Linked DNA regions of Zea mays: region 2 is linked to region 1. The links are chromatin contacts, called in public Hi-C maps. All regions are on one chromosome and are shown on one strand. Each heading gives the region's core, a stretch centred on a gene start, on an enhancer-like site or on the middle of the called end of the contact. The rest is flanking DNA. Distances are from core to core; before and after follow the strand shown. Region 1 holds the start of LOC107546777 (putative receptor-like protein kinase). Region 2 has its middle 52 kb from the start of LOC107546777.

What was found. A called contact is a pair of places that touch in the nucleus more often than the background predicts.
Region 2: a Hi-C map of tassel shows a contact between it and region 1, with 2.2 times the contacts expected there. The contact joins the enhancer-like site here to the promoter of LOC107546777 in region 1. A contact is called at or near these places in 6 of 25 Hi-C or Micro-C datasets (bundle sheath, ear, endosperm and 2 more).

What each region holds. Positions count from the first base shown.
Region 1 is chr5:23,305,252-23,310,688 of Zm-B73-REFERENCE-NAM-5.0, forward strand. LOC107546777 (putative receptor-like protein kinase) reads left to right here and starts at 1,376. Exons shown (of 2, transcript NM_001322954.1): 1 at 1,376-1,868; 2 at 1,972-3,311. The coding sequence starts at 1,499. The coding sequence ends at 2,660.
Region 2 is chr5:23,355,395-23,360,876 of Zm-B73-REFERENCE-NAM-5.0, forward strand. No RefSeq gene overlaps it. Among protein-coding and RNA genes, the nearest start is that of LOC107546777, 52 kb to the left of the region's middle. Within about 2 kb of position 1,892, at least 17 of the 20 cell types and tissues checked have an H3K27ac peak or open chromatin away from gene starts, as enhancers often do. A contact at or near this core is called in ear, leaf and tassel, where this site is marked.

The DNA.
Region 1 (5,437 bases), core at 126-2,625:
AGAGACCCAACCGTATGCATGAACCAACACGCGAAATTCGTTCGGGAAATGGAGATTGCATCTAATTCGTCATATCATCAAGACAGGAAGCAAACGCATTTATCACGACGACTCTCGGATGCGCGCGCGCTGCGTCCTCCTCGTCCCTGCAGCACTGCACGCATCATCGCTCTCCCTGGCAGCCCTGCAGCTGCGCCAACAGCCACAGGCCCACAGTGTGCTGCAGCAGCACAGCTCCCTACCGTCCGCCCGTCGCCGTCGGCCTGGCGTCCATTTTGACCATCCCTTGGCGGCCACTCCAAACTGAGAACAGGTAATCGGATTTAAGTGTTGAATTTTTAATATAAATCGATGGTGGAAGAATTTAAATGTTGAATTTGGCATATGGTTAAATCATGATCAAATAGACTAAGAAGTTCGCTTGTACGCTTGCACATAATATCTGGTTACACATTAGCGTACTTGGCTTGATTGGATGGCTTCGTGTATATGCGCCAAGCTGGACCCTCTCTAGCCGGCTGCATATGGTAATTTTGCACGCGCGGACAGATGCAGGTTAATAGCTTTTAAATAATTTGATTTGCATCTACTCATATCGTCTACGTCTCCGGCAAGGCGGCAACCCCGGCAACCGACATAAGTTTGCAACCCCGGCAACCGACATAAGTTTAAACAAAGTTAACACATATGGTGGTTTGAGATGACTTGGTGTGGACAACCAATCAGACCCCACAGCGTAGTGCTGGCTAGTTAAAACAAATCCGTGAATGTAGTAGTTTTCCACTGCTGCTGCGGCCTGCGGTGAGTGAGCGGTCATCAGTACCTTCTTTTTTTTTCCCTGATTTGAGCTGATCGGAGCTCGGCAGCGGTAAACTGACATGCGGCTAAAGCTTCCTGCTTACTAGCCCTTAATTAACGTACGTCGTGCCGTCATCTCAAGAACCTGCCCTGCCCGGTGCCCAGGAGGCTGCATCCATCACCGATCAGCGGTGGGTGCGAGACATCCCGGTTCGTGAAGGAACCACCTCTACTGTTCATTCACGCCTTGGCGTACTGGTCCAGTTATTATGAGTCTAAACAAGCGCATGATAAATGTCGATGTAATCCATGGAACTCCATGGATAATGGAGGACGACTAGATTATATTGAATGATAAACGGTTGGTTCGAAGCATATTTGGTGCGGCACAATATCGCTATTGGAGACTTGAGAGTAAGATGGGCCCACGTGTCAGAAACCCCCCATCATGCCTACCCACTGCTGCATAAATTTCTCGCTTGCTTACCTCATCACCACCACAGCACACGTCCTAACCCCACACCGACAGACCTGTATATAAGCCTTCCCCCAACCCAAGTACACAGAGATACAAATACAGAGAGGCAGAGGGCAGGCGGAGGCACCATCTCCCTCCCTTCTTCATCACCCACAAGTCCTCTCCTCTGCGGTCTCCTCTCCTCTCCTGTCTATTTTGTGCAAGAAACTTCCTTGGACAAAGATGGGAGTGCAGAGTTACTACAGGTTATTCTGCTGCGGGTGCGGCGCCAATGCGGCGGCCGGCGACCGGGAAGGCGACGAGGACGGGGGTTTCGAGGCGTTCGACGACAAGGGGGCCGCCGAAGCCGGGCCGCGGGGGCTGTCGTGGGCGCAGGTGGAGGCGATGACGGGCAGGTTCACCTCGGCCGTCGTCGGCGAGGGCGGGTTCAGCACCGTGTACCTCGCGCGCCTCTCCGGCGGCGCGCTGGCCGCCGTCAAGGTCCACCGCAGCAGCGAGCGCCTCCACCGCGTGTTCCGCCAGGAGCTCGACGCGCTCCGACGCGTCCGCCACCCGCACATCGTCCGCCTCCTTGCCTTCTGCGACCAGCAAGGTTGGGTGCTCTGCTCTCCTCTGCTACGCTCCGCTCTCTCGCGCTAGTTCGCCTTGTGCTTGAGCTGCTGACGAAACGCTCCGGTGGCCTTATCGACGCGCAGAGGAAGGCGTGCTGGTGCTGGAGTTCGCGGCGAACGGGAACCTGCACGAGCGGCTCCACGGCGGGGGCAAGGCGGCGGGGACGATGCCGTGGGCGCGGCGGGTGTCGGCGGCGCTGCAGGTGGCGCGGGCGCTCGAGTACCTGCACGACCGCTGCGAGCCGCAGGTGGTGCACGGCGACGTGAAGGCCTCCAACGTGCTCCTGGACGCGGCCATGTCCGCCAAGCTGTGCGACTTCGGGTCGGCGCGGACGGGGTTCTCGGCCGCCGTGCGCCCGCGGCCGTCCGCGCGCACCGCCATGCTCGGCTCCCCGGGGTACGTCGACCCGCACTACATCCGCTCGGGCGTCGTCACCAAGAAGAGCGACGTGTACAGCTTCGGCGTCCTGCTCCTGGAGCTCCTCACGGGGATGGAGGCCTTCTGCGCGGAGGAGGGCGGCCGCCTCCTCACCGCCGCCGTCGCGCCGCGGCTCAGGGCCGGCGACCCGCCCCGCGGGATGGTCGACGAGAGGCTCGGCACCGCCTACGACGCCGCCGAGGCCGCCGCCGTGGCGGCGCTGGCCGCGGCCTGTGTCGGCGAGAACCCCAGCCTCCGGCCGTCCATGGCCGACGTGGTGCGCACCCTGGAGCAGAGCGCGCAGGGATCCATCTCCGCCGTGGGGATGGCATCGGACGGTCACTGGAAGGTGTGAGTCACCAGTGGAAAGTCGTCGCCTCCGCCGACGCGCTCAGATCTGGCTCCCCGAGTCGTTAACTTGCGGTGCTGATGCGCATGCGTCGCGCACGTGGCGCCCATCCATTGGTTGCGAGGAGAACAAAGCGTTGTTAGTAGGCGAGCATATCAAAAAGAAATAGGGGAGAAAAGCGTGGTGAAAAAACGTTGATTTCCATAGCTAAATTAGGGGAAGACTTGGGGAGATAAAAAGGCAGAGCTAAGTTGTGTGCTGATGGGGATTTCCATCATATTATGCCAAAGCGGCATCTACTTGAGAGAGACAAAAAAAAGAGAGAGAGAGAGAGGATCTTTGCAGCGCACGATTCCAAGATTTTGTTGATTCTTATTAGTGGGTTCTTTTTTTTTGTAAAGTGCATCGGGTGTTTCTTCCTTGCCGTTGTCTGTACCTATAATTTAGCTAGATTTGGATTTGTATAGGATTTGTTGAGGGCTTGGTTTGTGAACGCTGCGTGAATGAACAAAAGAAATCGCATCTCGAAAATGTGCCCTTCGCAGAACGGCACAGTCCTGGTTCAAAAACAAATGGGCGTCCATACGACTTTTATTCCGCCGCCAGTGGTCGTGCTGAAATAATAATTGGGTGTTTGCATCAAAGCGTTTTGAACGCACATACTCGCCTCCTGCTCTCTGACCGAGTGTACTGCCAACCCATACCCTGCTACCACTTGACATAAGAAAATACTATCACGTATGTTATTGGTCAAAAAAACTATATACTTTTCTCTTTTTTTCTTTTTTTCTAATTTGCTGTGCAAAATGCGTGAAAGAAGCAACATGTAGCCAAACAACTGTTCTCATTTGTAGAATGATAAATTGTTCGTACTTAAAAAACGATTAACCCAGTATGAACTGTGTGACTTTTCATTAATTAAGAAAGAGAAACGGAAAAAAATTCAAATAGAACTGTGTGGTTACATGCATTACCTCATCTTCCATTCACTAAGTTTAGTTTAGCTCATTTCTGCTGAATTGTCTACTCCTATATTGGTAAACTTTAAATAGGAAAAAAAACTAGTAGCGGAAGTTAAATGAGTAGACATACTTGTGGTGTTTAGCACGGCACGACGGACCAGCCGGTGCAGAGCTTGACTTTAACAAAACCGTTGAGAGGGACGCATGTGCTCCTAAACTAGGCGCGCACAGTGTATTTTTTTCCCTGAACTGGCACGCATTTGTTGTTGGCGCGGACCGTCACAGCAACATGTCTCGCTTGCCCAACGCGACAAAAACAGAGCTCGGAACTGGACGTGGACGTGCGAGCACACGCACAACCCGTAATCCCCCCACACGGAGACACCGTGACACGGCCCGGAGCGCCTCACGTCACGGTGCTCGTGCCGGCCGGCGCTGCACAGGCATACAAACGGTGCGTCGTCGGTCGCCGGGGAAGCGGTCACGTGCGGACGGCGGGGGCGAGCGGCGCGTGCACCGCGCCGTATTGGCGGCTGGTGGCGAGTCTCCGTCGGTGATGGCGCACCCGGACCGACGTGGACATTGGCCCGCCATCTCTTTCGTGTTTCGGCAGCCGCCGACGCGACGGCCATCTGCCTCGTCATGGGTTATGACAGTTCCGCATTAGAGAAAGCTGGGTTGCTTTAGTTGTTCTGTTTACTGTTCGCAGGAGGTTAGTGCATTTATCTTGCGTCGTCCATTGTTTTAATCATATTTACGAGCACGTGACACACCTTCCTCGATATTGTTACACCTGGGCTTTAAGGAACAAAGCCGGATGCATCTCATACATGTGCCAAATTAGACAACATATATATAATAACAGAGTATATAGAGATAAATGTCACAATAAAATCAGAGTACTTATTACATAGCGGAAGTCTTACAAAATAAAAGATGAATATAGCAGGAACTAAAATCTATCCTTAGCGCCAGAAAGTTGACTGGGAGACGCCACCTAGATCAAGTCGAATGCCTCAGTGTTAGGCGGCTCCTCTTCGATCACCTGTTCTTCTCCTGTGAGGGGTGTGAGATAGCAAGGGTGAGCTCACACATGTTCATCGCTCAACAAGTTGTGCAAATAATGTGGCATGAACTCACCAAAGGTGGGAGTTCATGAAGTGTAAGGATGATCAATGAAATAAAGGTTGAAGCTGAGCATTGCTTTTATATGTTGGTCAAAATTTTATTAGCATTTACTAAGTGTAAGTAAATACCGAACCTTAGAAATAATAAATAAAAGTGATAATAAAATAATCCCAGATGCAATGAGATGACAAATTAAGTTTAAGTTCCATAAATTATGTTGTCTAATCTAAGTCATCCGATTACGATCCAATGGACCAGATCTATCTAGTGAAGGGGTATCTTCATGTTCTAATCACAACCGTTCATCAACCGAGTGACAGTAGCCACGTCGTCCCCCACCTCCAGACCGCACAGACGATGGCACTAGGATCCCCACGGCAGAGCGCCACCGGAGCTAAGCCCACCGGCGCTCCAGACGTCTTACGCTTCAGTCGAAGTGCTAAACGTTTACGAGGCGATGGCAGAAATGCAGAGAGGCCCATACCAGCGGCAATGACACGGCAAAGGCGACAGTGGTGGACGGCGGATCTTGCGACCGAGCGTTGTTCCGGTGAGCAATTGCCGAGAACCTGCTCGCACAAGAGCCTACGCAATCGACGGACCAGTAATTCCCGGGTTCGCGCTCCTTCCCAACCCGCTACCCGAGGTCGGACCGGCGGCAGATGTGGATGGCGGCGCTCTCTCTCCGACTAC
Region 2 (5,482 bases), core at 642-3,141, 51 kb after region 1:
ATTGCACCAAAATAGTAGTGCTACCAAGTCTGTGCTATATGGTTATGTTCTGAATGCTTTCTTCAAAGATATGGTATCCCCTGCAACCTTCTGTTCTGAATGCTTAACATCTTCCACTGCAACCTTCTATTATATTCTGAATGCTTTCTTCAAAAAACTCAGTTGTGTATTTATTTTATGAAAACAATAGAATAGAAATGGGCTATTTTGCAAACCTCCGCCACTATAATCACACACAATGTGTATGTGTGCCGATTTTTTTGGGGTCGTACAAAATCAGAATCCAGAGCACTTGTATGATGCTATATATGTTATTGACGTTTCCAAAAGATATCTGCATATACGCATTTGGATTTGTAAAGTTGGTGAAACCATCATCCATATACATATACATGCAGGATCAGCTGTGTAACTGTCCTGTGAATCTGTGATGCATGGGTCGTATAGCTGCCAACAAGAGCCGGCGATGGAACTATCACCACTGAACATGCAAACAAGCATGCCGCGCCGTTGTTGTAAAGCAGAACTAACAACGGGCCCGGGTCGGTTAGTTAACCAACGAACGTATTATGAACCACACCGCGCGCAGTAGTGTCACGTACATCTACCAAATAGCTTGCGTCATTCAATTCATCGATCGGGCCGGGCACGTGGATATGCATGCCCGAATGCTACTTGTTAATTGGAGGTTGACATCTCTGTAGTAGAGAGGTTATCAACTACTAAACCCAACTACGTACATACCATCACATCATCAACAACAATAAACCTAAGCAGAAAACGTGGTTTTGACTCTAGCTAGAACGTATACACACCGTGCATCTATCAGCATATATATATAGCATATGGTGATAAAATCGTACTGTGCAGTAATATATATAATATATATATATATATATATTGTTCTTCTCTTTGCGACAAAATCACATCTATTCACATGTTTCACTAGGCACGTTTAATTGTTTAATTAAACCGATGAGGAGTTGGTGTCCTTCGATGACGCCCATGAAAAAAAAAAACTAGAGACTTGTTGGTGCGTGGCCATGCATAAATAAGGAGCAGGAGCTAACGAGAAAGTAACTCCTTTTAATCAACAAACTAAGCTGTGAATTATGATTCATCACGTCCATCTACCACAGGCCGCCGCCGCGACATCTTCCGATCTCTTGGCGTCGGTCATCACTTGATCCGTACGTAGGTCAACGAATATAGTCGTACTGGTGGTACTACGCATGTGAAGAGAATACATACGGGAACATTCCAGTTAACCACTAGATAGGATACGTGAAAGTAGCCGGTTCTCAAAAACAATACTGGTGCTAGACATTACATTAGCCGTATCAAAGCGACGATCTGGACCACAACAGTTAAAGAACAATGACGACACACGACGCACGCTGGTTTAATCATTCATTTTGCTAACCAGCATAATAGCGGTCGATCGAGAAGTGGTGCTCTGGTAGGCTATCGAATCGAGCTGGCAGTGGATACTACTAGATACCGATCAGCGATCAGCCAATAAGCTAGCTAGGCGATGAGAATGAAGAGACCGACCATGCATGCATGATTGCTGGGAAAGTGCGAATATAAGTAGCTACTAGCTGCAGAGGTCGTATAGCTAACGTGCACCATAATGCATGCATGGGTGTATGTATCACTGAATGGGACTCCATGCATACTGCTATGCATAATGCATCTACGCACAGTCGTCCTGCTCGCGGCCTGCATCGTGCTAGTGATGGTATTAGCCTTCAATCAGCCTAGGACAGGCTAATAGCAAGCCTTCACTCTGCCAATTCTCATGTGTGCTGGTCAGGATCCCTGTTCTGACTCCACGGGTGGCGTGGTGGTGATGGTGGCGTCACGCATCATGGCTGGCAGGTGGTCCCCCCACCAGCCGCGGGGTTGGACTGCCCTCTCACAACTGATTTGGTGACCAGGGATGGGATAGTCACGCATACTCTCGTCGCCGTCGGCTGGGATTTTGGATCTCCGGCTTCTCAGCTGGCTGACGACGTGGGGCTAGGCGCGTGCCATCTCCGGAATTTTGAATTTTGGCGCACGTGCCCCTCTTATCCGGAACCGCTGGCACTGCCACTGCCAACTAGTGCTGGGAATTAGGCCAGGTCGGGCCAGCCCGGCCTAAGCCCATCATGCTTCATGTTAAACGGGTACGAGTCAGCAAAGCCCAAAAGATTTTTGGGACATGCCGTGCCAGCCCGAAGTGTAAAAACAGGGCCCAGTCCGGCCCTAAACCACGTCGTGCCTTCTTTGGGCCGTGCCGGCCCAAGCACGGCCCGTGTATTTGACCACATAAAATCAAAATATTACAACCATATAAAGTTAATAGCTTACTAAATTAAAGATATTAAACAATTCTAGCATCATTTGACACATAAACTCTAAATATAACAACAATATAAAATCGATATCTTACTAAATTAAAGAAATTAAACAGATTGGGCTTAATTGGGCCGGGCCGACCCAAGCCCGGCCTATCTATGTGGGCCATGCCGGGGGCCCGACGGGTCGGAAATTGAGGCCCAGCCCAAACCCGCCTTCGGGCCGTGCTAGTCCGGCCTAAATTATTTCGTGTCGGGCCGTAATTTAGACTCCTATTTTCAAGTCGTGCTCGTGCCGACCCATATTCCCAGCACTACTGCCAACCTCACGAGCTGGAGCAGCCTGCAATAGAGATGGCAACGGGTACAAACCCGCCGGGTTTTGCTATCCCAAACCCGTACCCGTGAAAAATATTTACACCCATTAAAAAACCCGTACCCATGACGGGTTTGAAATTTTGCCCAAACCCGTACCCATCGGGTTTGCGGGTACCCACGGGTTACCCACGGGTTTTTATCTCCAATATGCTTATTCTTTTTATAGTCAATAAGTATCGTAATGATTAATGAGATCATGGTCCAAAATTTATGTAATGAACAACGAGTTCATGATTTGGTATAAATAATATTAGTAGAGAGAATTACATACAAATAATAAGTTGTATAATCAAGTTACCTTGCACTAAGTTATACATCCACCACATATATAACGCTAGTAATAACTATAATAGCAAGCACGCAACACTATCACCAACTACTTATACATTCACTATTTGATAAATAGGTAGATAACAAGTTTGTTGTTCGTTTATAAAATAAAATGACAATATGCACTAGGTTTGGTTGGGTTTAAAAAACTCACAGGTTCACGGGTTTGGGTACTATAGGAATAAACCCGTACCATGAACCCGTCGGGTATACATTTGTGCCCATTAACAAACCCATGGGTATGAAAATTTACCTAAACCCGTACCCTAATAGGGTAAAAACCTATCAGATTTCGGGTTTCAGGTACCTATTACCATCTCTAACCTGCAGCCCCCACCAATGCTCCTGCCCTCTCCTACGGCTACGCTACCCCTGGTAGGCATGCATGTGGCACGCACTCATGGCCTTCACGTGCGACGACGCATTCGCTCCTGCGGGGGGACCCAATTATCCGTCCGGCAACGGCAACCAAGGCGGAGCCGTATAGGTGTATATTTAGGCCGGGTCTGATGGGTCGGCCCGAAGCACAGAAAAAAAACACGGCCCAGGCACGGCACGATCCAAAATAATTTAGTGTCGGGCCGGCACGGCCCGATATATCGGGTCGGGTTTGGGCCGAGGTCGTGGCCCATGGGTGGGCACGAGCACGACCCGTTTAAGGCAGACACGAAATGACCCATATAGAGGCACGAAAAGACTCATATATTTATTAAAATCATACTTCATTCCACACTTGCATATACTTGATAAAGAACATAAAGCTAGAGATAATGTTAGTTAGATGTTTTTTGTAGCTATGAATTAGAGTATGTGCTGTAATTTTATTTTTGTTATGAACATTAGATAATGAAATAAACTTACGAACTATATATAGAGCTGATTATACTCTTTTTCTTTCTAACAAAATGATTTGTAAACGAGGTAGTCATTGCATAGCTCTGGTAACTTAATACAAATATTAAGTTTGTTTTTGGTGAAATTTATTTGCCTTATCTCTTATTTGTTTTAATAAATTTGTTTTGAATTTCGTGCTTTGATGTGAATTTCGGGTCAAAAACTAAATTTCGAGCAAAAAATTGAATTTCGGGCTTTTACAATTTCGGGCCGCCCGAAATAAGCTCGGCACGTTTAAGCAATTACAGGCCGGGCCGTGGGCCAAGGGCTAGGCCCGTGGGCCGGTCCGACACGGCCCGAAATTCAAACAGGCCGGACCGGCTCAAAATTCAAACAATGCGGGTTTTTTGGGGCTTGGGCCGAGCCGGGCGACCCGAATGTACACCTATACGGAGCGGGAGGAGATGGAGATGTGTAGAAATGATAATTGGCACCTACTCGTACTGGTAGAACGGCATGGGTGTGTACGAAGCACGCCTGCTGACAGGTCCCGGCCGGCCCAACCGCACCCAATATCGTCGTCTCGTCGCCCAACGATGCAATGCTCCGTCCGTCCATGCATGTGGCCCCGCGCGGCGGCTCAACTCCAACGTACTCCAGCCGCACCAGCAGCAGGCGCGCGCGCCTTTGCGACGTCCGCCTCGCTTTGCGTCGCTTTGGCGCCACCTTTATCTTCTGGCTGTGTGCCTCCAGTCGCTCCGATCTGGGTTTTTTTTGGATTGCGGTTAGGAAGAGATGTGTCGACTGGATATTGGATACGGTTGGTGAACACCTGCCACTGCCAGTTCGTACATGCCTACGTTCTACGATACCCATTGTTGTGCACTAAAATGAGCCCTTGGGCCCGGACGGTCCACGTGTCCCGAGATTAGATTAACTCGGATATTTATCCTTATCTCTTGCGTGGTTATCCATCTAATCACGTGAGAGTTTGTTGGCTATCTCTTAGAAAAAGGTCCAGACCTCCTCCCCTATAAATATAAAGGGGTACGGCCGATTGAGGACCCCCGAACACATTCCAATCGAACCAATTACCTTATTTACTTTTCCTGCCCTAGGAGTAGATGTAGCATAGTTCTAGTTGTAGTCTTCCACATATCCACCTCCACCCCTATTCGACTCTACGTCGTCTAGATCCGTCTTGGGTGGCCTGCCGATCCCAAGACGACCCTAGGATCTCACCCCTCCGGGGGGCAAGATCTAGTTGTCCATCCAAGACCTCTTCCTCGAATTGATCTCTTAATTCCTAGGCGACTCCACGTCGTCTGGGGACGCCCCGGGTGACCTGTCGACCCGGGGCACCATTAAGATCTCTTCCCCCCAGAGGACGAGATCTAGATTCCAGCAAGGAGGAGGAAGACGACCCTGTTGCCAGGTCGCGGACCGTCCGGCCCAGAGCTGCGGACCGTCCGGCGTGACGCAGGGAAGACACCGCTCCTACGCCCAGGTCGCGGACCGTCCAGCCCAAGGCCGCGGACCGTCCGCGCCTGACCAGAGGGCACCGCCGTCGGTTCTTGTTGAGTGATTGGCGCCCGAAA